3 separate regions of the Xenopus tropicalis genome follow, and all the other regions are linked to region 1. The links are chromatin contacts, called in public Hi-C maps. All regions are on one chromosome and are shown on one strand. Each heading gives the region's core, a stretch centred on a gene start, on an enhancer-like site or on the middle of the called end of the contact. The rest is flanking DNA. Distances are from core to core; before and after follow the strand shown.

Evidence for each region. Hi-C and Micro-C count contacts between places; a contact is called where the count stands out from the background.
Region 2: a Hi-C map of neurula embryo shows a contact between it and region 1, with 2.6 times the contacts expected there. The contact joins the promoter of irx1 here to the promoter of irx4 in region 1. A contact is called at or near these places in 3 of 5 Hi-C or Micro-C datasets (brain, gastrula embryo and neurula embryo).
Region 3: a contact with region 1 is called in a Hi-C map of gastrula embryo, with 2.0 times the contacts expected there. The contact joins the promoter of irx2 here to the promoter of irx4 in region 1. A contact is called at or near these places in 3 of 5 Hi-C or Micro-C datasets (brain, gastrula embryo and neurula embryo).

What each region holds. Positions count from the first base shown.
Region 1 is chr6:67,214,005-67,217,768 of UCB_Xtro_10.0, forward strand. It overlaps irx4 (iroquois homeobox 4), which reads right to left and starts at 1,811. Exons shown (of 6, transcript NM_001276692.1): 1 at 1,638-1,811.
Region 2 is chr6:68,197,538-68,201,301 of UCB_Xtro_10.0, forward strand. It overlaps irx1 (iroquois homeobox 1), which reads left to right and starts at 1,985. Exons shown (of 4, transcript NM_001201422.1): 1 at 1,985-2,611. The coding sequence starts at 2,339.
Region 3 is chr6:67,765,186-67,768,949 of UCB_Xtro_10.0, forward strand. It overlaps irx2 (iroquois homeobox 2), which reads right to left and starts at 2,103. Exons shown (of 5, transcript NM_001008112.1): 1 at 1,425-2,103; 2 at 1-35. The coding sequence starts at 1,661.

The DNA.
Region 1 (3,764 bases), core at 561-3,060:
TATACATAATATAATATGTGCCGCCTAATTGCTCTAATTTACAGGCGAAGATACTTTTGTATTGTCGCTTGGTTAAACGCAAGTAAACGCTAGTTAACTAAGATAAAAATCGCTACATCTTTGTTTTCTTCTCAACTTGACCACCTTATTTAAAATACTGAAGGTGTTTGTATATCTCTATTGCTAAGGCTATTTCAACTGTGTATTTGCCCTTATAAATTTGAGGTCTACTATATTTCATTTCTTATTCCATAATTGGTATAATTTTCTATGAAAGGTAACAGCAAAGTAAAGAAAACAGGGAACAATGTTGGTGACAGACTCTTTAAATGAAGAATAACGTGTTTGTCTTATAGCTAGAGAAACAGAGGTAGATAGATAAGATAGCCAGATAGAGATAGATGATGATAGATGATAAATAGATGATAGATAGATAGATGATAGATAGATAGATAGATAGATAGATAGATAGATAGATAGATAGATAGATAAAAATAAATATCGTTTTTTCCGTAGCTGTATGCACTTGCCATTTGAAGTGAAAAACAGCTACAATATTATAAGGATACTCTTAATACAATTCACTTTCCAGGATAGTCCATGTAATCAACTCAGTTGACAGCATTGCCATTTTAATGTGTCCTGTCCTGCCACAAACAGTTTGATCTACATAACAATGACACACAGGAGAAGACCCATCCAGGAATTGAAAGTATTCTATTCCCAATGAGGCGGGTTTTAAACTGGGACCCCAATGAACCATTAACACTGAAAGCAAATACTTTTTTTTTCTGTAATCAATATATTTGTTTAACATGTTTTAAAAGTTTACTTTTTAATGAAAATCTGTCTGTATAGACATAATAGGTAAACTTCCAGTGAAGTACTTCCTAATGTGCAGAGGAGTGTGTGTGCAAGCTCTGTCATTTCCTCTGACCAATCTCCTGATCCAGGTGGCCCTGTGGTTGCTGACGGGTTATCCTCCAGCCTAATGCTAAGGGGCATTTCTATGCCATTCTCTGGCTTTGGATGATTGCGAGCCAAACACACTTTATCAGTTGAAACTCAGACCTACAACGGAAGCGCAAAAATCAGGGATCCCTCAGAGTATGTACAAGCTGCTGTCCCACTGCGTAACGTAGAACTGTACTGTTATTTCAAAATTCCACAGACTTAATTCGCAGTCAAAACCAAATGAATGCGAAACAAGAGAGCATACCATTAAAAGAATAGAGGTTACACATTTATTAGCATCAGTTGGTAAATAATCGCTACCGCCCAGTTTACGCATTGGTTGGTACTACTGCTTTAGCAACATAAAAGTGTTTATTCCAGCAACAGCCTTGAGCCAAAGAAGCTCCCCACAAGTTATATGAGCAACGTTTCCCAGGACAGACACATGAATCACACGAACTAGTCAGCTTTTCCCCAAGTCCACTAAAGTTCCACCCCAGAAGCTGCCCATTTCAGGGGAATCCCTTTAGAAGTACAATGCAGAAGGTAGTTACACCTACATGATCATCTCTGTACATAGGCATAAGGAGAGTACCCTGCGCTACCATTCCTTTGTGATTTACTCCTTCCAATCTCCGATCAGCACTGTTTCATTAGAAAGGGACAAAAAAAGGTTATATTACCTGTACAGGGCGCGGACTGCTAACAGCGTCTTGCCGCTGGCTTTCCCGTAGACTGGAGGCTGCTTGATGCCCGCACGGTGTGACTGGCCAGAAATGATGCAGGCATGTCTGTGTGTAGCGCTACACCTGACTGCGCACTCACTCCCCAGGCGCCGCAATCACTAGCGCTCTGTGCTGTGTGACGTTACACTGAGAGCTCCACTGAGCGCTGCTCTGCCCCAGCAAACCAGCGTCTGGGCGCTCACATTCAACTTGCAACTTGCCTGCAACTTGAGCAGCTCCCTGATTCTAGCGCTCAGTCATTCTTTTAGCAATACTGACATAAAGAGTTCTAGCGACTGGCTGAAACTGCCTCACTAGCGCTGTGTGCTAGAGCCTGCCCACACAGGTAACATGTCTATGCTCAGTTACCTGCCTGCTCTGCTACACATTTAACATGAATTCACAATGCAACTATCATCTATCTATCATCTATCTATCATCTATCTATCTATCTATCTATCATCATCTATCTATCTATTATCTATCTATCATCTATCATCTATCTATCTATCTATCTATCTATCTATCTATCATCTATCATCTATCTATCATCTATCTATATCTATCTATCTATCTATCTATCTATCTATCTATCTATCTATCTATATCTATCTATCATCTATCATCATCTCTCTATCCCTCATCTATCAACATCATCCATCTTTATTATCAACTATCCATCTTTACACTTCCTTCCATTTCCATTCTTTTTTATTATACTATTCATTTATTTTACTAATTATTCAATGATTTGAACAGATTAGCTCTTAACATACCCATATAATCAGCACATTTTTATCTATTTACCACACTTTTCCAGCCAAGTGGCTCTCAAAACATGCATTTAGTTTTTTAGAGTATAAAATTATTATGTTACACAAAAACCCAGAGCCTTTGGCACAGACATAATTGAGGGCAATCCCAGGCATAAAAGATAAGATCCCAGCTAGTAGATGAATGAGCGCACTGCCACCCTACATGTGTGAGGGACCTTGGGAAACAAGTAATTGGAACACAGCAGCCAAAGAAGCATTACATAACGAATCCAGAAACAACACACAAAATATATCTATGTCCCATTATTTCGGAAGCAACAAATATGCTAGAGCACCCCCCCCCCCCCCCCCCCACCAAGAGATGTTGAAAAGTCCCATGTAATCTGTGAATAGAAATGGGAATGTAGCTACAGAGACGGGGCCCATAGAGCACAGCCCAGATCATCCATCACCATCACAAGCACCAGGGATGACAGGCTGACAAGGGCCAGGAGAGACGGAGCCTACTGCTAACATTTTCTATGGGGAGCGCCGAGTGTTTGAGTAATGTACTAATCCATTCTGTATCTCCAAACACCTAATAAACTGCGCTTGGCACATTAAAGAGTTCTGCCCCATGCTTAACTCCTACCACTCCCAACTTTCAAGCCAGATCTACAACCACAGCTCATTATTGCTTTCACTTATCTCTAAATAAACCATATACTAAACAGGCAGTTTTTCAGAAGTACAAAGGATTATTATAGTAAATATCCCAGTCCTCAAGACTTGGCACTGCAAATGTACCAAGTATCTAGCAGTGAAAGGGTATCAGACTGGGCAAGGAATGGATGTGAGCAAGCGCAGGAGGGACAGGCAGAGATCGCCTTCCTGCTCTGTATCAGTGAATGGAAAAGGTCAAGTTGGATGTTATTTATCAAGAGAACACGGCAGGGTGCAAACAGCAAATCGATTAGAAGGGTCACCCAAAATGGTCTGAGAAACCACAATAGGACACACCATCACAGACACATGCACAATAACACACAACTATACTACAAAGCAGGGCAAATTAAATGATATAACAAAAGTACTGTAAAACACTCCATAGTACACAACACGACACACAACTGACACAACCTGTAATCAGCAACTAGAATCTATTGCAGGATAGATTTCTAAATCTGCTCTCTGTGGCCCCTGCAAGCACACATGATAGAGCCACTGAAATGCAGGTCCCACAAACATACTGGAGATGACATTATGAAAGCCTGCTGTGAGGCTTGAATTAATGCTGGGCTTTCTGTACACGGAATTACCTCCCCTCATT
Region 2 (3,764 bases), core at 735-3,234, 980 kb after region 1:
GGAGATGTGTCAGGCTGCATAGAAGCAGAGGGAAGAGGAACGCTCAGACCTGCCATTCCCTAAGCTCCTGGGATGAACATTCCACCAATATTTAAAACGTTAAGACGATTTTCAAAGTGTCAATGCTCTGATTCCACCTTTATTTACCTGGAACCCTACTGTAATGTGACACTTCAGTTTGCAAAACACCCATGTCATTTTCTGTGTTAATCCTAGTACTTTTGGTACTTTTAAGTGCTTAGAAGTGCAGAGATTGAACTGCAAAGAAGGTGTCATTGGACATTTGAATAGTGCAGATAAGAGATAAATTAAATCTTTTTTTTTTTTTTTCAAATTTCAAATAAATTAGCTTATTTGTAAAAAAAACAAAAAACAAAAACAATGTTTACCAATACCTAGAAAATTCGCGTTTTAAATTTTGAATGCAAGTAGGAATCTGCGAGTGCATAGCTCGCACAACTATTACATTTAATAGAATTAGGTGTTCCAACAGATTAAAGGGCAGAAAATGATATGCATATTATATACCTGTCTAGGGACCAACTGTACAAACTGAAAGAAAGCCAGGCTGCTAAGTACTTACAGTACTGAGAATAAACAAGAGACACTGGGAGCATGGTGCCCTTAACTTTATTTGCAAACTTATAAACTCGCAAACACATATACACGTCTACCCACAAACAAAAATTGCTATATTGATTGCTAAGTAGTTAAATATTAAGTTAAATAAAACTGACTAACGCAGATATCTCCATGTGTTCCGATACACACATACTGTATACGTATGGTTTTAACATATTTAACATGGTATTTTAAATCATATATCAAATTATTACATGGTAAAATCATGTGGTCATTATATGTAGGTACGTAGATAACATACACTGGTGAAAGATGATGATGATGATAGATAGATAGATAGATAGATAGATAGATAGATAGATAGATAGATAGATAGATAGATAGATGATAGATAGATGATAGATAGATATATAGCTAGATAGATAGACATATAGATGATAGATAGATATATGATAGTTATCTCATGTTTTTCCTAAGTGTATATGATTTCATTTTCCAAACATTAATATACTGACAGGTAAATAATGTTAATAACCACGAATTTTCTGTTAATTTTTATTTTTTTAAACAATGAGATCATTTAAATACGTGGCATGTTTTAAGCATATTTGCTATGCTACGTGTATGTGTGTAACACAAAAGATACCAATATAGATTAATTCCACTTTTAATTTGTTAAAATCATTGAATATTTTGTTTCAAGTCATCAATCATAAACCACCGTGATAGCATAAATCATGTGCAGCACGAAGGCTACATTCTTAATATACTCAGGTTCTGGTACTGTCACACGAGGGTAAAAAAAGATTTTGGCACACACCACAAAATAAATAATATTGGGAAAATTCAATCTTTCCCACTGTATGAAAGTAAAAAGGAGCCCCTTGTTACCTGCAGTCTCCACTTTTTATCAAGCGTCCCCTTTCCCTTAATGCACTGCTGTCTGTCTGTCTGTCTGTCTACCTGCCTAGTCAGGAATCTACATATCTAAATCATGTAATCTGGAATTTTCCCCTTTGCTATGGCTTCTCAATAAAGACTGCACAGTAAAGGGAACACAGCAGCGCAGTTGTTTCTGTTAAAAGGGGACACACTATGGGCAGAAAACAGCAAACCCCAATGTCGGACAGCTGTAAAATCGTGTAGACAGGTTGTCATACAGCAGTGGGGGCTTCTCTGAAAGGAGCCCATTGCTAAACATGAAATCCACAGTCCAGGCACCCAGGGAAGGGGGAGAGAGGGAGCCTTACTCACATCCACTTGCACACACACAAACATCCACTTTCTGTTCCAGAGTGAAGTGGCCCCAGCCAATGCTCAGGCCACATGCTCTAAAGTGGGAGGGGCCTGCAGCTCAAGTGGATGCCAATCAAAGCATCAACTTCAAATTGTATCTGAAAGATCAGCCCAGGACCTAAGGGCAGACACATCAGTTGGAGCTCAATTGTTGATCAGATCACATCTAAGGGATTTAGAAGCACAGAAGAGCAGAGATTTGAGGGGGCTAAAAAACACACTGAGACACCCTAACGAATCCACACACCTCGTCCCTTTCTCTCATCCGAGCTCCCTCTGTACAACGCGCACAGTGGGAGAGGGACTCCGCTTCTACTGCTCACTTTTTGGCCCCGTCCTTGACCAATTCGCTCTTTTTTTTTTATTTAGATCAGTTTTTACCTCCCCTTTAAGATACATTTCTTCTCTCCTGTACTTGCTGTTGTGCGCGGAGTGGCAGCGATTTCCCTGCCGGAGAGACATGTCCTTCCCTCAGCTGGGCTACCCCCAGTACCTGAGCGCTGGCCAGGCTGCAGTCTATGGAGGCGAACGGCCGGGTGTTTTGGCCGCGGCAGCGGCAGCAGCGGCCGCAGCAGCAGCAGCCGGATCCGGAAGGCCGACAGGAGCTGATCTGGGCAGCAGTTCTACCGCGGCAGTGACCTCAGTGCTGGGCATGTATGCCAGCCCCTACAGCGCTCCCAACTACAGCGCCTTTCTACCCTACACCACCGATCTCACCCTTTTCTCCCAAATGGTAAGTAGCAGCCAGTAGCTAAATTGCATTCATGTGTAACTTGTAGCCCCTTAAGAACTCCCAGCACCCCCTGACAGCAAAAGACTGTGAGTACTACATACGTTTGATTTCACAATCAGACAGCTAAGTTCAGCCCAAGGCAAGCAACAGATCGCTGACTTGGTAAAGGTCGTACTTTTTGCACGATAGATTACAAGCTTCTCAGGGACTTCACCTCCAAATTTCAAGGGCCGCCTCGATAACTCTGCGAGCTTCTACTGAGTGCAGCAGAAAATGGTGCGAATACCAAAATCGTTGTCCGATAAACGCATCCCTGATTCCATTGCGCCTAACTGGTGTAATATCCTGTGCTTTAAAGTAAATACTGACAAGTCTGTACTCCATCCAGTAAATGGCCATTCTAATACTCAGGTGTGCTAGATGCAGAGTGAGGGAAATTGTTGTGGGCAAATAGTTTTATTATTGTCCCATGTAAAAATAATCTCGTAACAATAGATGTGACTGTGACCTTTTAATGACAGCGGGGGCTTCTCCTTAAAATAATTGTAGCCCTTTGTGCACAGTGCGCATATGTGTGTGTTTATTCACTCGGACATCATATTTGCATTAGGCAAAATCCATAATGTGTTTTACTTATTTATAATGATCTAGATCCGTGCTGTTAGTACTCTCTGCTCATAGCAGTCAAAGCAGACGATTTCACACATATTTGTGTGCAAGAATTGTGTTACACACACACAAAGACACAACGTGTTGGAATAACACTGGGGTCTTATTCCTGTTTGAAATATAAGCGAGGTAATTTAATTTTGGTGCAGCTAGAAGAGCCATTTCCCGGGTGTATATCTAAATCACTGATATGGAGAGGAATCCAAAATTCAGTACATCTTTTCTTTTCATGCTGAATGAGTAACTTTGTCTTGTTGCTAAAGGAAGCACTCAGCATGGTATATCACATGTACACATTCCTTGGAACTTTGTTTCCTGCTGAAGTTGGAAACATTTGCAGTCATGTAACAACATTGTCTTTATATTTCTATTCTACCTTTGGGGTGATGCGCCAAGTATCTGAATGTTAAATACATTTGAAGTGCTTCCCTGCCATGTTGGTCCAATATAATATCCTACCCGACCTGCCAAATAATACCCTAGC
Region 3 (3,764 bases), core at 853-3,352, 550 kb after region 1:
GTCATGCCAGTTGTGTGCGCATCGTAAGGCGATCCCTTTAGACAAATAAAAGGAAAAGCTTGATTATAGGCATGCTATCAAAGAAATATTTTTATTTCTAATTGCATCTAATATTTCTTGATATAAGACTGAAATTTTCTTCAAACCCCCAACATCACATACAACTGTGTTCTTTAAGAACATATTATTTCATTAGTATTATCATCATCACCATCATCATTACCATTATCATCACCTAGTTCTATTGATGACTTCTGACTACCCAGGGCACAGCTGTTGTCATTGTGTTAAATTTAACCAACTCCCCGGTTCTAATAATGCTAGTGTCTGAATGGTGCCTTTTAAAAATAAAAGATAATTAGATCACATATTCTATTTTCTATTTGGATCTACAGGTAGTAGTATAGCCTTTTTTTTTTTTTACTAGTATTAAATCTTTAAGCTCAGATCAGAGGGAAGAACTCTTTTATTCCTGGCTGGTAAATAAAACAATAGCAGCTCTGAGCAATTCACCGATCTAATGCATTGTAAATCCAATTTGCAAATCAGAAGATATGCATGACTTCGGATTGTTCAAATGCCATGCAATTTGCATTTTAATTCGCTATTTAACGTTTAAATTGCCTTTATTTAAGCCTGCATAATGGAGGAAAGTTAAAGATACCCTGTAAGTAACTCGATAAGTTGCAAAAGCCTGAAGAGATCTCACCCCATTTGTTATTATCATAATGTACTTAAACTGTTAAGTATCCCACTGCAACGTGTGGAAATAACTAGAGCAATTGCTATGTCCGCAGCGTAGTTTGTACAGTAGGTAGGTGTGTGTGTATATATATATATATATTTGCGATTTTTTTTTTATATATATTTATTTTTCAACAATAACCACTGAATTATTTTTCAGAAAGATTACAGATCGACTCTCTGTAAAAAAACAATGAAATGTTTTCTTGTCTAGATACTTTGATACATACTTTACTATACAAAATAACATGCCCAAACAAAATATAAAACCATTACGCACTCTACACCATACAAACCATACGCTCGAATTTTTACAACGATAATAATATAGATATATAATATTTGCCAGAGCTTCCTATGATTCTAAAAGTCAGAATGGCAAGATAATACTGTACGTGGATCGCTCATGGGCAGAGATGTGGGGGAGACATGGCATCCTCAGGGAGGGTGGGAAATGCTGACAAAAATACTGAGAAATCGGCGATACAGGACTTGAGAGGGAAGAGTTACAGAAAGGAGACCACGAACACAAAGGGAGACTGCCAAGTTAAATGCACTCAGATTGGGCAGCGGGAAAGTTGTAATGTTGGGGCACAGGAGAAAATGCATAAATGAAGGAAAAGGCAAGGGAGCTGGCAGGGAAGTTGGGGGAAAGGTCCCACAGGACAGTGGGCTCTTACCATGTAAGAAGGGAATCCGGCCGGGTCGCTGGAGTACTGCAGGGGGCTACTGAAGCCCGTGGCCGCTTGGGCAGTGAAGGCAGCCGATCCCGGGTAGGGGCTGAAGGCGGAGCCGGACGATGACCTGGCCAGCTCCTCGCTCCTGGGGGCGGCCAGCGCTGAAGCCCCGTACGCCGGGCAGGAGTAGAGCGCTAGGGAGCCGGGAGGCTGGTAGAGGTAACCCTGAGGATAGGACATGGCAGCTCCGGGTGCAGAAGCAGAGAATCACCGAGCTGACTGAGTTACACGGATCAGGGTGAAAAGGGGAGGGGGCAGGTCAATAACGACAGTGTTTTCTGCCCTTATTCTCGCTCAGCTGTGCCTTCTCGCTTCTGTCCTCACTCATGCAAGGAAATAAAAGTGTCCTGCCTCCACCCCTCCCCTCTGGGGCACCCACCAGCCGCAGATCAATCTGCTCTCTGTGTGATCATGGATAGGTAGAAATCCAATCAGAGAATAAGCGCAGAGGGGTGATGGAGGGGAGAAGCAGATCATGAGCTGGAGAGAGGCTCACAGGAAGGAGAAGCAGAGCAGAGTGATCAAGGTGCTCAACAAAGTGGCTGCTGCATATGGAGCTCCCACAGCCAGCCAGCTCCCCCAGCGCCTGCTGCCAGGATGGACTTTTTTTCTGGCAGGGAGGAGTTCGCTGCTTATTGGGTGGGACAGGGGTGTATAAAGTGGGAGAAGCCGGTAGCAGAGGGAAGAAGCAAAGCCGGAGTTTTCAGAGTCGCATTGGAAAGCCCTGCTGTCCATCATCGCTACCTCTTCTGCATATCCTGGCGGCCCCGCCCTTTCCCCCGCCCCATCCCTACTTGTAAGCTGCAGGCTTCTGTAATGTAAGTAATTCTCCTGGCTGTGCATTAGCCGGGGATCGCTAGCAGGGGAAGGATCGCACTTGTTCAACTTGCTGCTCGCCCTATGCACTTGTACAGCTATTGCTACACACAGCACGGATTTCTCTGCATCTATAGACCTGTCTGTTACCTACAGTCTGTCTTCCTGCCTAGTCATCACTATATATCTGCTTATTGTTTCAGTTAGAACAGGCTCGAGTTATTGGTATTAAATTTATAGCGTCTGTCCCCTTCTCAGTCTGTATAAATGGCAGTCACATATACACCTAGTATCAGCTCTTATATACTTCGGTTATACAGTGTGTATATATACAGTACATACACTTAAACTTAAAATTCCTACTAGTTATATTATTTATTCTTATCCTCACTGCGACCAACTTCTGTGTATATGAAGCACAAGTCTAAAAGGAGTTAGTGTTTGGCGTATGGTAAAGCTTGGCTTGATTTAGAGGTACAGCTTAAGTGATATTTGCATATTATGCGGAACCGAGTGAATAAAATTTAAAATTTTAAAATTTAGTTTCACATGTAATATTTTTTCAAAAGGGATAAATTAATATGTCTCACTTCTGATATTTATAAATAGCATTGGCTGTGCCTATGCAGAAGGAGTAATTATGTAGGTGATACTGAGCTATCATCATTTAAATTATCGACAACCCCAATTAGCTAGAATCATAAGAGACTGTTTTCTCTTCAGTGCAATTTCACAATGCACAAAAAGAAACACACAAGGCGCCTACGAATATTTCCTCCCATGCAGACAGGTTTCTACAAGACTGATCTGCAATTTGACCTGTAGGGGGCACACTGTTCTAAAAATAGGAGTCCATGGGGACCTATACTTCCAGCAAATATGACCCTATTTGCCAGCACAGTATCACCAAGAAATGGGAATTCGGGTGGAGATAATTAGTACAAAAGTACTAACAATACAACTAACAATAACGATAATTATCATCATACCCTGGACCAGTCATAGTTATTATAGTCATTCTGTGATTAGATCAGTATTGCCCATATTATCTGACCAACAATCCTGGTTGTCACCAAGTTGTATCTAATAATATATTTTTCCCCTGTTCCTCGCAAAGTTAATTGTTAATGACAGGTAAATCAGTTCAGGAAAATAAAGAAATCATCTTGCATTCTACAGCTAGGGGAAATTAGCATTTAGCATAGCCATTATTTTAAATGTAAAATACGAAACTCTTTAGAAAAGTAATGGTGAGTAATTTTCCGGGAGCTTGAGTTACCAGCCGTACCTCCTCTTTAATAATTCGTGGTGCAGCCCATGGTTTTGTTTACATTATGTCAGTAAGTGTACTGTATGTAATTAGGGAAAAGCTACTGTCACAAGGTGTCTGGGAATCACTTTAATCTCATTCTGACTCACAGTCCCACACTCTACAGAATATTTGTTTCTTTGTTTTCAGTGTTCTAA